Regions from separate parts of the Sus scrofa genome. Here all the other regions are linked to region 3. Evidence: chromatin contacts called from public HiChIP or PLAC-seq data. All regions are on one chromosome and are shown on one strand. Each heading gives the region's core, a stretch centred on a gene start, on an enhancer-like site or on the middle of the called end of the contact. The rest is flanking DNA. Distances are from core to core; before and after follow the strand shown. Region 1 overlaps LOC102164422. Region 2 overlaps LOC102164422. Region 3 overlaps LOC102164422.

Region 1 (3,526 bases), core at 718-3,217, 150 kb after region 3:
ATAGGATGTTATAAAATATTGAGTGTACTTCCCTGTGCTGTGCAGCAGGTCCCTGTTGGTTGCCTAGTCTATACATAGTATTGTGTACATGTTAATCCCCATCTCCCAATTTACCCCTTCCCTGCCCTTTCCCATTTGGGAACCGTAATGTTGTTTTCTATGTCTGTGGGTCTATTTCTGTTCTGTAAATAAGTTCATTTCTATTTGGTTTTAGATGCCCTATAAGTGATATCATATGATATTTGTCACTGTCTAGTTTATGTCACTTAGTTTGAGAATCTCTAGGTCCATCCATGTTGCTAAAAATGGCATCATTGCCCTCTTTTCTGTGGCTGAGTAATATTTCATTGTATGTATGCACCATATTTTCTTTATCCATTCATTTGTTGATGAACATTTAACTTGCTTCCATGTCTTGGCCATTGTAAATAGTGCTGCAATGAACTACTTATTTTTTCAAATTAGTTTTCTTCAGTATATGCTCGGGAGTGAGATGGCAGGATCATATGCTAACTCTGGTTTTAGTTTGTTTTTTTTTTTTCTTTTTTTTTTGTGTCGTTGTTGTTGTTTTGTCTTTTTCAGGCTGCACCCATGCCATGTGGAGGTTCCCAGGCTAGGGGTCAAGTTGGAGCTGTAGACGATGGCCTACACCACAGCCACAGCAACACCAGATCTGAGCTGAGTCTGTGACCCACACCACAGCTCACGGCAACGCTGGATCCTTGGCCCACTGAGCGAGGCCAGGGATGGAACCCGCGTCCTTGTGGATCCTAGTCAGATTCATTTCTGCTGAGCCATGATGGGGACTCCCTGTTTTTAGTTTTTTAAGGAACTCCCATACTGTTCTCCATAGTGGCTGTGGCACTTGATGTCCCCACCAGCAGTGGAGGAGGGCTCCCTTTCCTTCACACCCCCCAGCTTTTATTATTTGTAGACTTTGAAATTAGGAGTTAGAGAAGCATCTGGAGTTTGTAGTTCAGTCTAATTAGATTATACATTTCCTATATTGCTAATTAGTAAAGAGTGTCTGCAGTAATGACATTGAGAAGCAGCCGCTTAAATTCTTAGGATAACTGTATGATCAAAAAGAGCCACGATGTAAAAAAATAATATGTCCAAATTTGTACTTATCTTAAGGCTTTTCCCAGACTCTACCCCGTGGCCAGAGCTGATCAGTCTAAAGATGAACACCAGATCTAGGCATGATCAAATGCAGTATAAAAGTCAAAAACGTGATCACCGCAATCGTTCAGAATAAAAGAATATAAGATTAGGAGCAAGGAAACCCAAGCCTAGTCATAACTCTGTCAGTTTATTCAGCTTTGGACAAGTCACTTTATCCTTCTGGACCTAAGTTTCTTCATATGTAAAAAGGAGGGCTTGGTACTAAAATATCGTTATATCTCAGTGTATTTTCCATGTCATGTTAGTGACTGTCATGCAAGGAAAAAAATCATATTGTTCAGATCTGTGTTTACTGAAGTCCCTTGGCACTGAAACGTCTCAAAACATGTACTTTATTAACATGCATGGTGCATCTTCTGGAGACCTACATATGCAAAAATCCTTCTGTAATTTCTTTGCTATTAGGTTATTTTCTTCCCAAGGAGCCTTTCACAAGGCAAGGTTTCCATGGAACATGTTTTGAAAAATGTAGGGTAAGCTCTTCTCTGAGATCCTTTGATGCTCCAAGATCCCATGGCTTTCATGGTCCCCACTTTCACTGGCTCAGTGGCCCAGCCCAGCCGGGAAGAACGCATTGCATGTCGGGTCTACATAGTTTGAAATCAGTCCCTCCCTTCAGTCGGAAATCTTGTGAGGCACCCAGATGTGTGGCTTGCACGGTGCCAAACAGGCAGCTTGACTGGGTTTTTGTTCCAATCAGGCGAGCCTGTTGGCATGGAGTGGACAGAGTGCTGATTCCTGGGCCTTTTCCATTAGCCACGCAGCAGCTGCAGCCCGGGGCTGAACCGTAAGTCTGAGCTGGGCCTGTGTCCAGTAGCACTGAAGAATATGGAAAGGGAAGACAGGGTAATATATTCCCTTTTAGGATCCGAAGGACAGCAAGCTACTGCCTCTCCTTAACTATAGGAATCCTCGAGCTTTTCCCTGGGATTCCAACATTTGAAGAAAATTAGAAAGATCATCTCATCTGGCTACTCAGTGGATCCTTCCCTTTGTCGCTGTGTTAGACGTTTTCACTAAGAAAATGCACTAACTATAAAGCCAATTAGAGTCCCCATAAAGACCTGATAGGAAGAAAAGGCTCCTTTATTAGGGATTAAAATGGGACTCTACAGATTTCGTCTGTTGGTTTAGTTCTGTCTTCTAGGGTCATTCAGAAGGAGCCTCAACCCATCTCACACGACAACCCTGAAAACCAGTAGGGGGTCACCCCGCAGTTCTGAAGATCAGATAAAATGCCAAGGAGACTGCGTTGAACCTGCTCAATAGCATGACAGGCAAACTCAAATGTTTATATTGAGCGTGTTTACAGCCTCCCAGTACCATCTTCTCTCAAAGTCGGGGTACACAGTTTACCTAAGTCACTGCATACCTGTAGCTGCAGCTAAAAATAGATGGTCAATATATGCCACGTATGTAACATAATGCTTTCCTTAGCATGTGAGTAAATATTATCATTGACCTTGAGCTGCAAGATAGGCATCCCCAAATATGTAGGCAGCAGCTGGAGTAAGATCATACACTGGCCGTGAATTATTGTCTGAAGGTGAACCATATAATAAACTCGGCAATGGTCAGTGGGCGAAGCCCTCAGAGGAAAGCCTAGCAGGGGTTTATCCAGAGAGCTGTTTGATCTCTTGCCAACTTGGTCACAGATATCGATTACAGAAAATTCTCTGAGATGTGCATATCATTAACTTAGTAACATAATATTTTGGTCTCTATGGTGTTCCTTGAGTGTATAAATGTAGCTAACATGTGTTCCTGCCAATGAGAGAGATTTTTTATAAGTGAATCACCATAAAATTTGGGGAGGGGGTTTAAAGAGCATTAAAATATTTTAACTTCAGAAAAGAGACAGGCATTAATCCTTTTGAAGCTTTTTCATGAATCACTTTATATCCTAATGGACTTGGAACAATAAAACCCTGGAATGCCTATAGTTAAATTGCCACACTGCTCATTTGACTAAAACTTTCCTCAAGACCCAAAATGTCAGCAAAAGAGCAAGTTAAACCTTTCCATCATCTGGAGTTCCAGTTGTGGCTCAGCAGGTTAAGGACCCGACATAGTCTCTGTGAGGATGTGGGTTCGATCCCTGGCCTCGCTCAGTGGGTTAAGGATCCGGTGTTGCCGGAGCTGTGGTGTTAGGTCGAAGATGCAGCTCAGATCTGGTGTTGCTGTGGCTGTGGTGCAGGCCAGCAGCTGCAGCTCCAATCAACCCCTAGCCTGGAAACTTCCATATGCCACAGATGTGGCTCTAAAAAGAAGAAAAAAAAATTCTAGAATCTTTGGTTTAACCGATTGTGTTATTTCTTCTGTTCAGAGGAGAATTGAGTGT
Region 2 (3,894 bases), core at 446-2,945, 180 kb after region 3:
TAGGGCCGCACCTGTGACCTATGGAAGTTCCCAGGCTAGGGGTCAAATCAGAGCTGCAGCTGCTGGCCTACACCAGAGCCACAGCAACAGGGCATCTGAGCCACATCTGCAACCTACACCACAGCTCACAGCAATGCCGGATCCTTAACCCACTGAGCGAGGCCAGGAATCGAACCCACATCCTCATGGATACTAGTCAGGTTCATTCCTGCTGAGCCACAATGGGAACATCTGGGCGTCAGTAAATGTTTTCTGTAAAGGTCCAGAGAGTAAATATTACAGCTTTGTGGGTCACTATTACCTGTTGAAACCACTTAATGCTGCTCAATTGTAGGACAAAAGCAGCCACGAACAATACATAAATGAATGCGCATGGCTATGTTCCAGTCAAACCGTATTTACAAATACAGGTGATGTGGCAGATGGGCCAGAGTTTGCTGACCCTGCTGTACTTCAAGAAATAAGGAAACGGCATGCGTGTGTGTGTGTGTGTGTGTGTGTGTGTGTGTATGCCTGAGTTCTCCAGGGAAGCAGAGCCAATAAGAGAGAGAGAGAGATGGTTATAGAAATAGAGAGATTTAAGGACTTGGCTCCCATGACTGTGAGGTCTGGTACACGTGGGCTGTCTGACAGGCTGGAAGTTCAGGTAATAGCTGCTGTCTCAGTCTTGAGTCCAGCATCCATTCGGCAGACCCGCAGGCTGGAAACTCCAGTGATGAGCGATGCCGCAGTCATGGGACGTAAGCCTCCCGCTCTGGAAACCCTCCGCTTCTGTGCTTAAGGTCTTTAATGATGGATGAGGCCTGCCCATTATGCCCGTTTTTAAAAAAACTTATTTGTTTTCTTGTTTTTGGTTTTTTGCGAGTTGATGCCTCACTTTTCAGTAAAAGGGGAGGTGAGGTGAGTGAAGGGGGAGTAGGAAAAAGAGGTAAAGAGAGGGAGCTTGGAACAGAGGGATCAGAGACCCCGCCCCACAAGAGGAATTAAGGGAAGAAGACTTCAGGTGTGTGTGGAAGATGAAAAGAAGGTACTTACTGTGTGTTATGTCATGATAAAGCCAGAAGGATGGGCTAGGTGTGGGGGGAGCATAGAGCCAACCTCGAGCTTCCAGACTTTCCACGGGCTCTCCCACTGGTGCACTGCCTCTTGGAGCAGAGGATACTGGCAAGTCCAGAGGGAGGGCAGCGCTCAGGAGCAGAGCTTCTGCATGCCAAGGTCACTTATTTGCTTGTTTGTTTGTGTCACAGATTCTCTGCCTTCGTATTCCCATAAGGAGAAAATTCCCAATGAGAAAAAAATATATCTTTGGAGAGTCAGGAACAAATTGGAATGGACACTGATCTCAATAGCAGACGCTGGCAGGGGCGAAATTATTTTTCAAACACTTTTGCTCCTCCTGGTAAAGTAGTTAGTGTTGTATTTTCATGCTAGAAGGAAAAAGTGATGAAAAGTTTTTAAACCCAAAGAAACAAAACCCTTGATTTGTGTCCAAATTTTCTGCAAAACAGGATCCCACATGGCCAGGGCTGGTCTTAGGAGATCTGAAACGAATCGGATGGTGCAGTTTTTAGGTTTGGCTTTGGTGTTTTTCCTCATTTCCGTTAGGATTTTGCTTCTCAGGATACAGATCAGCCTTGCTCCGGGCGTTTGGGGCGGGGGGGTGGGGAGGGGAGAAAACCCATTTCGTAATATTTTTAGTATCTGTGGTTCCAAACTCAGCAGATGGCCAGCCTGGCTATCAGCACAGTCTGCCGTGTAGGGTGTATGTGTGAGCCGTGTGGAGAGGTGGCGATCGTGGAACCGGGCAGGGGTAGGGGGGGCGGGCCCAGAGCACACCCACGGTCCCAATGGGTACCACGCCACCACGCTGGCCAGACCACACCACGGAGCATCACACCAAGCTAGGCTCCAAGCCGTTTCCCAGTGCTAGAAAGTAATAGACGATTGCTACCAGTTTTCCACTGCTCACGCCTTAAAAGGCCAGCCATTCCAACCCCATCTTTCTTAGAGGGGGGAATTCTAAAGCAGGATAAAGGGAATTTTCTCGGCGAGGGTGTTGTTCCATGCCCTCCCGAATTCAAAGAGAAAACTGTCTCATTAAAATGACTTCTGGCTTTGCCTAGGGGAATTTCAGCCTTCAACAGTTCAGTCCCCTGGAGTTAGAACTTTCATGCATTTCTTTTTTTATTGGGGAGACCTTATGATTGGTTTTACAAGCAAAATAAACAGCTTAGGAACAAATGAAAGACTTTTTTATTTCTCTTTTAACTGTAAATTCAAGAGCTTGAAATGAATTTGGCAAATAACCCATATTACCGAAAGGCTGTGGCCGAAAGGCAAGATTTCCAAAAATTCTTGAAAATCCAAGTAATACCGGGAATAAATCCCAAATTCAACTTGTTGAGCCTTGTGTCTCTCTTAGAACACTTTTCCCCCCCCTCCCTTTAAGGAAAAAAAAAAGAAAGAAAACAGAGAAATCAATCAGAGCACTCCTGTAGCTCCTGCCCTGCTGTCTCTGCCCCGGAGAGCAGAGCTGTGCCCTGACCTGGCTGCTCGCCACACAGCCAGAGGGAGCCAGGCAATCGTGTGCTTCCCAGTGAGCTGAGGAAGAAGCTCCCCCCAGGAGGAGCCACGGCCTCCTAAATGCACTTCCAGGCTACATGTGTCTAAATCGACTCGGTATACATCTCAGATTTCTTTCTTTCTTCTTTAAGTCACCCTTGAATTTTTGATCTGAACTTTTGGAATTTTAACAAACTTCCTTTTGACCTTTTACTTAACTTGAATTATTTAGGAGCATTCCCCCTGTGCCTCATCAGGCTAAGGACCTGACTTTGTCTCTGTGAGGAGGTAGGTTCCATCCCTGGCCTTGCTCAGTGGGTTAAGGATCCCGCGTTGCCATGAGCTGCAGTGTAGGTCACAGATGCAGCTTGGATCTGGCATTGCTGTGGCTGTGGTGCAGGCCAGCAGCTATAGCTCCAATCTGACCCCGGGCCTGGGAACTTCCATATGCTGCAGGTGCATCCGTAAAAAGAAAGAAAAAAAAATTAACCATCTTGAATTATTTAAAACTAATATTGAAATAAAAATATAAACCAAACAAAATACTACTAAATACAGGGCAGATGATGCTAACATGGCCTTTTACCTAAAGACTTAGCTCAAACTGTGTAAAAATTCTGCCTCAATCTGTTCCCATCAAGATTATCTGCTCTATCTTTATGGAATGGTTACATTCATTGAATGGCACTACCTGTCGGGCCTTGCAAAAGTGCTTATCTTTTACATACCTTTACGTTGATATCTCCAAAGAGAGGTCCATGCTCCCCGAGCTGAGAGAATCGGAGCCCCAGAGATGAGTCAGCTTCCTCGGGGCTCAACGAGGGAGCAGGTTGTTGCACCCAGATTTGTCGGCTTCTCCCATCCATGCTCTCTTCCATGTTTCCTTCTGCAGCATGAATTTCTACAGAGTATCTTCCATCCCTCACTTGTCCACAATAAGAATTAGGTTTTATAGGAGTTCCCTTTGTGGCTCAGCGCTTAACAAACCCAACTAGGATCCACGAGGATACGGGTTTGATCCCTGGTCTTGCTCAGTGGGTTAAGGGTCGGTGGTGTATATGTCGCAGACGCAGCTCAGATCTGGCGTTGCTGTGGCTGTGATGTAGGCTGGCCGCGATAGCTCCGATTTGACCCCTAGCTGGGAACCTCCGTGTGCAGTGCGTGTGGCCCTAAAATAGCAAAAGAGTAAAAATAAAAATAAAGAAATAGGTTTTATTATTCTCTATGCTGCATTTAACAAAAATGCCTAGCACTTCATCGATAGTCAGTAAATTGGCTGAGATCATACATTTGTTATCTCAGATATTTGTTTGGCATCGTAAACAAGCTGAA
Region 3 (3,699 bases), core at 1,052-3,551:
TCAGATGAGTGTATCTTCTATGTGTTTGTTGCTCTGGCTACTGCAGTTGAGATTTGTGAAATCCTATTTAGGTATATATCCTGTTATGGCCTGTGTCCTGGTCATGAGTATGGGAAACCTTTAGGGGTCACCAAGTTTATTTATTTATTAAATTTAATTTTATTGGAGTATGGTTGATTTACAATGTTGTATTAGTTTCAGGTTTCAGCAAAGCAATCAGTCACACATATAAATATGTCCATTCTTTTTTCCCATATAGTTTATTATAAACTATTGAGTAGATTTTCCTGTGCTAACCAGTAGGTTCTCATTAATCATTTATTTTGTATAACAGTGTGTATATTCTATTCCCACCCTCCCAATTCTTCCTTCCCTCACAAGGATTTCGCCTGTGGTAACCATAAGATTGGTTTTGAAATCTGTGAGGTTTTTTTTTTTTTCTGTTTTAATAAGTCCCTTTGTATCATTGTTTATTAGATTCCACATGTAAGTTATATCATATGATATTTGTCTATCTCTGACTTACTTCACTCAATATGTTGGTCTAGATTCATCCATGTTGCTGCAAATGGCATTATTTTGTTCTTTTTAAGGCTGAGTAATATTCCATTATATATATGTACCACATCTTCTTTATCCATTCCTTTGTCAGTGGACATTTAGGTTGCTTCCATGTCTTGGCTATTGTCAATAGTGCTGCAGTGAACCTCAGGGTGCATGTATCTTTTTGAATTATGGTTTTCTCTGGATATATGCCCAGGAGTGAAATTGCTGGATTGTATGGTAGTTCTATGTTTAGTTTTTTAAGGAGGTTCCTTAAGAGCCATCCCATGTAAATAAGAATGGTGACATTAGTCAATAGCGTCCCTGAAGACATAAGACATGCAGGAGCTAAAGACAGGGGAAGGGCCTGGAGAAGAGAGAAGGGAGCAGAAATAAGGACGAACACATTTCCTTACAATTTTGCTGAGGATCCGGCTCTAACTTTTCTTTGACCATAAATGAGATGTGCTAGTCGACGCTGTGTATACACGATGCTTCCCTGCCACACTTACAGTACAGGGTAGAGGAGGGTGATGATGCTCGCTTGGTACCTTTCAAAATTTATTTGGCGAGAGAGAGTTAAAAGATGTAATAATATATTTAGCTTGTGGAGAAAAACTTTTTCTTAAAGGTGCAGAGAGAGCCATCTTCTCCATCTCATTGTCTCGTTTCAGATTAATAAAGGAGCATGTGTACAGCAAGCGATTGCATCTGTAATCTGACCTACTAAGGAAAGTCACTGGGTTCTTTAAGACAACTGTATCTAAAGTATCACAGTTGAAAACAAAGCCACCTCCCCCCCAGGGGAAAAAAAACCATCTGTTGATTAACGATTTCTAAATCATTAGGTTGTGTCTGTTCCATAAGAGTGCTTCTGACCCTGTACTTGCTAGATTAATCTGTATCCCTGTGTTGTTAAAATCACCACTTCAATCCAGTGCATAAGAGAGTCAAGCTGGGAGTCAGTTTCGTGAAAATAATACAGCTTCTGTATTATTTTAAAAATCATACTTTTAAAACCAAATACATTCCAAAGAGATAATTGTGTCTGTAATAAGTACTCTAAAAAACATAGGGAATGGTGTTAGTAAGTAAAATCCTGCCTTAAATAAATGGTATTATTGAGGGGGAAAAACCCCTGTCTCCAATCAGAACTTTTTTTTTTGTCTTTTTGCCATTTCTTGGGCCACTCCCGCAGCATATGGAGGTTCCCAGGCAAGGGATCTAATCGGAGCTGTAGCCACCGGCATATGCCAGAGCCACAGCAACATGGGATCCGAGCCACGTCTGCAACCTACACCACAGCTCACAGCAATGCTGGATCCTTAACCCACTGAGCAAGGCCAGGGATCGAACCCGCAACCTCACGGTTCCTAGTTGGATTCGTTAACCACCACTGAGCCACGATGGGAACTCCAGAACTTTTTTTTTTTTTTTTGGTAAGGAAAATGGCAGGACTATACTGGTTTCATGAAAGAGATGGAGAAATCCGGGCGGAAAGGGAAGGTTCTATAGAACTGACCCCGTACAGCAGGGGGAATCACGAAGGTCTCCCTGGACTCCTCTTGTTGGATAACGCCCCACTGGCAAGTACACTTAGCCAAAGTGCACAGATTATTAGCCAGTTTTGTTTTTTTTAAAATGAACTTTGGCACTGGGTGAAATTCATGGGAAAGACAGGCCAGCTTTACTCATGTGGCTGGGTGGACTGGCCCAGCTCACAGCTGCCAAGCGTTTCTGTTCAGATTGTTGGCCATCTAGCTCGAGAGCCCCTGGAAGGGAACCTGTGTCATCTCCGTGTCCTGTCCCGGGCCTGGCACCCCTTTGGCGCTCTCGAAATCTGTGAATAATGTCTGCCTACACAGCTGAGAGAAATGCGTCATCTTCTCAATTGGGACATGTCATCGCTTCCGTGCCCTCCGTACGGTGCATGCCGGCCATGGGGGGCTTAAATGAAAGTGCACTTGTGCTTGTCAAAATGTCCCCAAAAAGAGACGTGGGGTTTGGAGGCAACCCCCTCTCCACCTCTCACAAGAGCAGCTCAGAGACAAGAGTGCTACAGTTCTGTGTTGAACTTGAATTTGCAGTCGGTTCCAAGGCACAATAATGCCTTCTCTTGGTTGTTTTTTTCTTTTCACATTACAGTACTTCATTATTGCCACAGGGGGAACTGTTGGCTTAATTTTGCTTTAGAGACACTGCTGCTGAAATTATTAAACTAATGATTTATGCCCCCAGTGATACAGCAATCTCTTGTGCTTAAAATGGTTACTATGTTTTGTTTACTGTTTATAACTACCAGTGGTTATGCCACGAAAAGCCCCTGCCAGCTTGCAGGGTTTATTTATCCCTGTGGATCTTTAGAAACCACTGATTAATATAGAAAAAATTTGAATGGTTTATATTTTTAAAAATCCCATAAGCTATGAATTAAACCACTGTGCTGTGCTCTATAGGAGGAAAATTTCAGTGAGAATAAACAATGGATGTCAAAACCTCCTGCCTCTCGTATTTGCTTCTGGTTGTATCAAAGTGGAAAGTAGGAGTGCTTTTCAGGAATACCGTACTGTGACTCCATCAGCTTTGGCCTCTGAGATCACCAGCATTTCCCCTTGGGTGCCGCACATTTTACCATATTAAGGAACCAATTTGCTGAGAGAAATGTTGCACATGTTTAAAGGCCGTTAAGTTTGATGGCTGGCAGAACGCTCCCATTTAGCCCCAAGGCCGGACCTTGGTGAAAGAAGGCTTTACTACCAGCCTGCATTTTTGTTTTGTTTTGTTTTGAAGTTTGCTTTTTGTCACCAAAGGATGACACAAGGCAGATGAACCTTGGGGCAGGGAGGGCTGTGATTTGTGAGTGTTGATTTGTTTAAAATGGCAAAACGGTTCTTACACAAATGTGTAAGTCTTGACCCTGTTGCCTGTCCAAGAGAAAGAGAGAAAACATCGCTGTCGGTTTGGGCAGTTTCAGCCCAATCCTCCACCTTCAGTCTTAGGCATCACTTGCGGGTACTTCCATTGCACCTGTCTGCGGGCTCCTGAATGAGCTCCATCAGTCCATCTGGCTTTGTTTCTGCTGCAGGATAGCCTGTCCATCTCCCCTACCCCACCCCTGCCGTCTGCTCCGTGTCCCCAGTCCTTCAGTCATGGGCC

The links. HiChIP or PLAC-seq counts read pairs in DNA pulled down with a chosen protein or histone mark.
Region 1: a contact with region 3 is called in an H3K27ac HiChIP or PLAC-seq map of skeletal muscle. The contact joins two enhancer-like sites. A contact is called at or near these places in 1 of 47 Hi-C or Micro-C datasets (embryonic fibroblasts) and 1 of 2 datasets of contacts at active chromatin or transcription factors (skeletal muscle).
Region 2: an H3K27ac HiChIP or PLAC-seq map of skeletal muscle shows a contact between it and region 3, with 5 times the contacts expected there. The contact joins two enhancer-like sites. A contact is called at or near these places in 1 of 47 Hi-C or Micro-C datasets (embryonic fibroblasts) and 1 of 2 datasets of contacts at active chromatin or transcription factors (skeletal muscle).

What each region holds. Positions count from the first base shown.
Region 1 is chr10:8,715,687-8,719,212 of Sscrofa11.1, reverse strand. The region is part of intron 4 of LOC102164422; the gene reads left to right. Among named protein-coding and RNA genes, the nearest start is that of LYPLAL1, 230 kb to the left of the region's middle. Within about 2 kb of position 1,967, at least 7 of the 83 cell types and tissues checked have an H3K27ac peak or open chromatin away from gene starts, as enhancers often do. A contact at or near this core is called in skeletal muscle, where this site is marked.
Region 2 is chr10:8,688,797-8,692,690 of Sscrofa11.1, reverse strand. The region is part of intron 5 of LOC102164422; the gene reads left to right. Among named protein-coding and RNA genes, the nearest start is that of LYPLAL1, 260 kb to the left of the region's middle. Within about 2 kb of position 1,695, at least 14 of the 83 cell types and tissues checked have an H3K27ac peak or open chromatin away from gene starts, as enhancers often do. A contact at or near this core is called in skeletal muscle, where this site is marked.
Region 3 is chr10:8,868,058-8,871,756 of Sscrofa11.1, reverse strand. The region is part of intron 2 of LOC102164422; the gene reads left to right. Among named protein-coding and RNA genes, the nearest start is that of LYPLAL1, 77 kb to the left of the region's middle. Within about 2 kb of position 2,301, at least 15 of the 83 cell types and tissues checked have an H3K27ac peak or open chromatin away from gene starts, as enhancers often do. A contact at or near this core is called in skeletal muscle, where this site is marked.